Regions from separate parts of the Drosophila melanogaster genome. Here region 1 is linked to region 2. Evidence: chromatin contacts called from public Hi-C data. All regions are on one chromosome and are shown on one strand. Each heading gives the region's core, a stretch centred on a gene start, on an enhancer-like site or on the middle of the called end of the contact. The rest is flanking DNA. Distances are from core to core; before and after follow the strand shown.

Region 1 (3,300 bases), core at 10-2,509, 48 kb after region 2:
CCCACTCACCTATGTCGATGTCCATTGATGTTGACAGCATTACGCAGGCGGAGAACGAGCACCTCGCCCAGCAGCTGCAGCATTTGCAGCATAAACTGAACGGAAACGACATAAAAAACATTAATCCGGCTAAACTGACGGCTACAGACCTCGAAAACGGGAATAACAATAATGCCAGCACCACAAATGGTGCTAGCGCGCATTAGGATTTCACATTGTTACTAATTATCCTCGCCTAATTGTTTATAAGATGAAGGCTGGACGAGCAGCTCACTACTTGACGTGTACATAAAAGTATAGCTCTTAAGGAACTTATTGTATAGGTACGAAAGAAAACTGTTTAATTTATCGCCGTGACTGATCGACATATCCTAGATCCTAAAAGCTGACGATGGAACGGCACAGATCCTTAATTGTTTATAGCAACCTTTGCCATGTTACTTATTGTTAGCAAGAACAAGAAAAACATTTGTACATCAACAAAAAATACACAAAAAAGATCACAAACTTATCAAAAGAAATGCATTTTATAAGAATATCAAGCTTAAGTCTATTTTGGTGGCCTGTTTCAGAAATCTGTATTAGAGAAGTATTTCAATATTCTTTGAAAATAAGATTTTCTAGATGACGTTAAGGCATAATTGAAAATGAATATAGTTTCTTCAAATGAAAAGGGCTACAAATATTAAAAGTCGCTTAAAGTATATTAAAAAACCCACCGGGGGGCAGAATTGCAGTCTTGTTTGGGGGATTTACCCCACGCTTAGATTAGGATGTCGTTGGTGGTGTTTATAGCTATGGGGGGCAGGTATATGGCGCGGATCTGACTGCGCAGGCGTACGATTTCCATGTCGTCCCTTTCCATTTCTCTGATGAGCTGGGAGAACTGGACTAATCCCTCGCGGTTTCCAGGAAACCCATGACCCTTAATGACCTCCAGTTGGAGTTGCATCACCAATGGAAAAACCTGCAATGTATTATGTTAAACTATTTGGTTATTTGTTTTGATTTGCTTGGTATTTACGTGCTGCATCATGAGAATCATCTCTTTTCCAGCGGAAGCCTTTGCCTCTGAGAGTTTCTTCGAGTTTTCCGGCTGATTTACACAGCGTATTATGTCCATAAGAATTTGCTTGGCAGTATCACTGTTGAAATTGGTCAAGTAGGACATTATAAACGTTTTAACGGCAGTGTTTGTGACGAATTTAGGCAAAATGCAACAAATTGTAGTAGGTTTTATTTTGTGTTTCCGTTAGAGATGAGTCATACAGCGATTACAACTATCGGACAAACTATCGGTTCGGATTCATAACATTACCAAACCCTTAGTATGGACAAGGAACTGTAATATCATTCAAACAAAAACTTTACGATTAAATAAATTAAGCTGAATTACAAAAAATTAAGAGTAAAAGTTAAATTAATTTCGTTTTAACAGCACCTCTAGAAGCAAAACGTTATCCAACACTTAAGGTCTGGAAAATTGCCAGTACTGAAAAGTGCGGAAATCATGTCACGTCGGAACGTCGACAAAAGACACAAATAATAGGAAAAAGCTTATTTCGCGCAGGCACTCGCATATTCCCAGTAAATGCAAGGCCAATGCAAATGCACCATTAGTACGGGCCACCAAATTGTAAATCAAACCGTCGAGTTCCCAGCGCAAAAACGCCGAGCAAAGCAGCAACAACGAAACGCAGTTTAGGGCCTGCATTTTTGCGATAGTGTGAAAAGTGCGTGTGTGCAAAAGAATACAAAATAAAGGGGGCGCAAAAGAGTCAGTGAAAACAACAACACACAAAAACACAAGACACAAGTACACAGAGAAAAACGCAAACACCCGCACTCGCGCAAACAGACACACACACACACTGTGAAACTCCCAACGTCGAGTCAGCAAATTGTGCCACACACACAAAACGAGGAAAGAGGAAGAAGAGCAGCAGCAGAAAAACATAGGTGCTCCGCTCGCATCCCACATCTCCAAAACTCCATCGATCCGAACTTCCCGACTACCCAACCCAACTCTCCGGAATGAATCGCTCCGACGGATTGGTGCGTCGCTCGGTGAAACCCCGCGAAAACGGTGGGGCGGAGGGTGGGTTGAATGCCAACACGCCGGACGACAACCAGGATGCACTGGACAACCTAAAGGACCAGGAGGACAATATCGACGATGGCGACTCCAAGGAAACACGACTAACGCTCATGGAGGAGGTTCTGCTGCTGGGACTCAAGGACAAGGAGGTGGGTGTGCTCCTTATCTCTTATCTGCTTGGGATGCACTAATTAATTGGTTTCTTTCGCAACATAAGTGCTTCTTCTTCACCTGTTAACCGACGTCTCTCTCTCTCTGTCGCTCTCACGATTTCTCTCTTTCGCAACCTCTTGCTTGGCCCCAAGTGCAACGCAGTCCATCTTCCAGCAGGGGCGTAGTGAAAATTGGATACAGGGGGGTAACTTATCACTTCAGTTATGGGGGCAACAATGTTTATCTGTCCTACAGATAAACATTTTATGCCATGTCTTAGCCACTTCTCTTAGCTTTTCCAGTTTGTTAAGCAATGCACTATGAAATCTTTTGACCAGCCTGCTGACTAATGCGCAATCAGTGAGACTGCCAACACCATTTTCTTAACCACTTTTGTTTTTGCATTAATTAATAGTGTGCTCCATCTGTTAAGGTCTAATCAGCCGTTCATTCTAATCTATAGAACCCATTACTTGCCCTTTGTAATACTTTGATGTACTTCCCAAATAAGTGATGATATATTTATATATAGTATATAATAGGTTTATTTTATGTGTTACACTATCGCGCAATTGCTTCCAGTGCCAAATCAAAAAGATTCTTAGAATTGTTGCCAACGTTCTTAGTTGTTGGAAAGATAGCGCTCTAATACTTCTTCGGTTGGCAGTTGTGGCTATAAATACATACATATCTCTTCGAGAACTTCACTCCGCGCAGCACGGAGAACGGTTTCGTCAAACGAGTTTTCCAATAAGTGGTTAATTTGCATAGGTTTGTAATATTCATAAATCTACGTATAGCGCGGGATGATGTCCGTAAATGCGAACCATCATCCATACGTGACCCATTATGGCGAACAGGCAGATTCGCATTTCTCCATTGAATTCGGTTTTTATATTTCACTTGGCACACAGCTTTATCGCTCAATTGCTGTTCGCTTGTACCACATAGGAATGCACACATGTGCCTTTGTGGCTGGCACCACGTCTATTTGTTTTCATCATTTTGCCCGCAGTGTATTTGTGTGACCACCCACACCTCCATCCCTG
Region 2 (3,231 bases), core at 681-3,180:
CGGACCTGGCCAATATGATGCAACGGGCATTACGAAAAGCACCCAGGTACCGTAATGTGGAGTGGAATGTGAAAATAGAAGAGGCTATTTTCCAAGTGAATCGATCTTGTTCGTATTGTAGAATGCTAGGGAATCGGTGAAGCGTACCGTGCATACAATGAGAGTCAAGACACTGGGCTTGGGAAGAGAAATTACTATCATATCATATTGTTACTAGACTGAGCTATGAGTATTTGCATATGGTTCTCAACCAACCACAGGTAATAATTAATCACAATCCAACTAGACTGTAAGAAATATCTAATCATATTTGGAAACAAGAAGAACATACAACAAATTATGCGCAACAATCAGATAACAAAACAATAATTAAACTATAAAACCACTCCCAAGATCCCCATAAAATTGTAACTCTTATTATTTAAACAAGCCCCAAATGAAAACGCCACAATCAGATCCTCTGAACAGGCAAATAAATCAACTAAACCTTAGATAAACCGTTGTTGCCGAGTCTTCATCCATCTCATATGAGTGTACTGCGAACCAAATATAGCCCAAGTTATCTGTTTACACGTGTAGATCCGACAAATTGTTGACCTCAACCAGAGACCAAAACTCAGACATTGTAAGACGTCGGGTGGAGCGAAGTGGGGAAGTCATATGCAGCAGATAACCAAAGCCAGATTAAGGTGGAGCAATTATTTATCAGCTGCTCAGACAAGACACTTTTCTGTTTCCATGACCATTGTGACGTAGTTATGGGAAATACATGTACCAAAAGATGGTGTTTTAACCAATTCGTAAAAAAAAGCAACGACGGCAATGGAGTGATACAGGGGTAATGTCTGTAAACACCGATTCTTGCACGATTACGAATATAAAAGAACTCCAGATATAAAAACCATTGTGCTTACATATTGAGAAAAAATGTTTTTATTTTTGACACTCTTTTCTGCTACTATTTTGACAATGGTTAATTTAACAGTTCACAACAAAAAGTATACAAATTATCAAAATTCTCACCTGTTTGCTCCACTGTGCACTGTGGTTACGTACTGTAAGGTGAGTGAGTGAATTTGTCTGTTTGCGTTGGGCTTCGGATTCGATTCTTGAGCTTTTTAGCGACAGAAGCAACGCGGAAGCGGATATGTCCAGATCCCAGAATGCTTTAGCTTTTGCTTCGCTTTCTTGTTTTATTTTTGTTTTTGGTTTTGTTTCTGTTAATTCGATGTTGTTCTTGTTGTTATCTGCTGATGACGAAGAGGGCGTCGCGCCAAGTTGCCATTGTTGTTTGTGTTGCTGTTTCCTTTTGGTGAGGGGCGCCGCGTGGGCGGTGGTTGTGTGCTTTTGGGGCTAATCCAGGCTCTCTGTTTTTGTTTTTGTTTTCGCTTCGTTCTGCGACAAATGCCAGCCGTAAAGCGGAGCAAATGAATAAGAAGAAGGCGAAGTCAAGCGTTTTTACTTCCGCCGCCGCCTCAGCAGCACGCACACACAGGCAGACGCGGGCACACAAACGCACACGCACACTGTAAGACACTCACGCGATGCACTTGCACTCTGGCGTTTTGTTCGTGTATTTGTTGTTGTACTTTGGCATTTCCTCTTTCGTCTTCCTTTTCACTTTTGCTTGCACTTCTTGTTGCGTTGCTTTGCTCTCGCTGATGTTGCTGTTGTTGTTGGCGTTGTTGCTGTCGCTCTTGTTTATTTTTTATTTCCGTTTCGCGCACACACACACCGGGCAATGTAAACACACACCGAGTTAAGAAGAACCGTTTATTTCCTCAACGCCGCGCACGAATTAAATTCTATTAATTGTGAATTAATCAATTTAAAACATATTAGTTTGCCATTTACAGCAGAATGTCTAGTTGCTTTCAGGAGCGACTCTTCTACACGTCCGCCCAGCACGGCAGTTTCTTTTTGACTGCCGATTCGATTCGAACAGGCGGCGAACATGAACAAGTCGGCGCATGCGGAGAGAGAATCGAAAGAGAAAGAGAAGCAAAGAGAGCGACATACAGCAAAAACAATTCAAAAAGAACTGGTGAAGAATACGAAAATAAGATAATTTTTTAAGGAAGTCGCGCTTTGATCCGTATCCGTTTTAGCGTCCAAGATTTATATCTTAAATCGGACCTATATTTTGAGGTACAGTGAAGCTTTGATGCGCCAGTCTTATATGAGTTAAAGTTTTAACGATTGAAAGACACCCCTGAGCTGCTCATTATATTTCAATATTTATAAACAATCTTATATCAGAGCTTGAGAGACTTGCATGCGCCACAAAATTCCAATTCCAATTCCGGAATAATTTCACAATAATCTCAATTAACATACGTATTTTATGTTCGTAATTTTTTAAAATTCCCAGATTCCCCACAATTGCCATAATAATCTCGATTATGTTATTATACTCTGAGAAGTAGGAGTGTGTGCAAAGACCACAAACAAATCATTAGGCGCGTAAACATTTACAGATCCACCATCCACTTCCTTGGCAACGAAAGAAGCAACAGCTCGCAGAGGTAATAATTTAAATAATTTAAAACCCACCAAAGTTTACTACGAAACAACTCAATAGGCAACCGCTGTCTGTGGGCGGCGTCGAATTCGCGTGGGGCGCTCGATTTAGTTGTTAATCAATAGAAGATAAAGTTTAAACAAACGATTCATGCTGATACCAGAAGCATGGGCGCCGAAATACCAAGGGATCGTTCTCTCACTAGATAACATACACACCTATTGTGACTGGAAACTTGAAATGATCGAGCATGCCATACCCATTAGCTGTCAATTGTGACTATTGGCGAGCTTTTTGCACATAAACCATAGATAAGACAATTCCGTGAACTCTAATCAGTGTGCGATAATGCTCTCAAGCATTTGAAATAATTATGAATACGACCCCCTGGCCGAAAATGAAATAAGCGCCACGCGCCTGGGAAAAGCGCTCTATTGTAATACAAAATGTTTGGAGGTGCTAGCTGATAGGTGTTTTCGATCCCATAAATCTTGGATCTTCATGGAAACCAGTTGGCAATCTTTAATTATAAATTGTTGGAACATTTCCGCTCGGCTGCGACGGAAAATCTCTTTGGAAAGGGGGCGGGGCTGGGGTTCCTCGTCAGGTTGCTTGGACGGTCGGTTGGTCGGTCGGTCGGTGGGCCTGAAGATGCGCTCAGTTGCACTGCATCCGCTTTGGGGTCTCCAGTCGCCTCAGTTGGCTAACCA

Evidence for each region. A called contact is a pair of places that touch in the nucleus more often than the background predicts.
Region 1: a Hi-C map of the Kc167 cell line shows a contact between it and region 2, with 4 times the contacts expected there. The contact joins the promoter of CG15387 here to the promoter of aop in region 2. A contact is called at or near these places in 5 of 107 Hi-C or Micro-C datasets (the Kc167 cell line, the S2 cell line and embryo).

What each region holds. Positions count from the first base shown.
Region 1 is chr2L:2,225,035-2,228,334 of dm6, forward strand. CG15387 reads right to left here and starts at 1,260. Exons shown (of 2, transcript NM_001103588.2): 1 at 1,025-1,260; 2 at 511-967. The coding sequence starts at 1,171. The coding sequence ends at 764. It overlaps papi (papi,), which reads left to right. Exons shown (of 5, transcript NM_164461.2): 5 at 1-510. The coding sequence ends at 206. It overlaps sau (sauron), which reads left to right and starts at 1,308. Exons shown (of 5, transcript NM_001014460.3): 1 at 1,308-2,247. The coding sequence starts at 2,035. It also overlaps asRNA:CR44114.
Region 2 is chr2L:2,176,824-2,180,054 of dm6, forward strand. aop (anterior open) reads right to left here and starts at 1,931. Exons shown (of 4, transcript NM_078731.3): 1 at 1,024-1,931.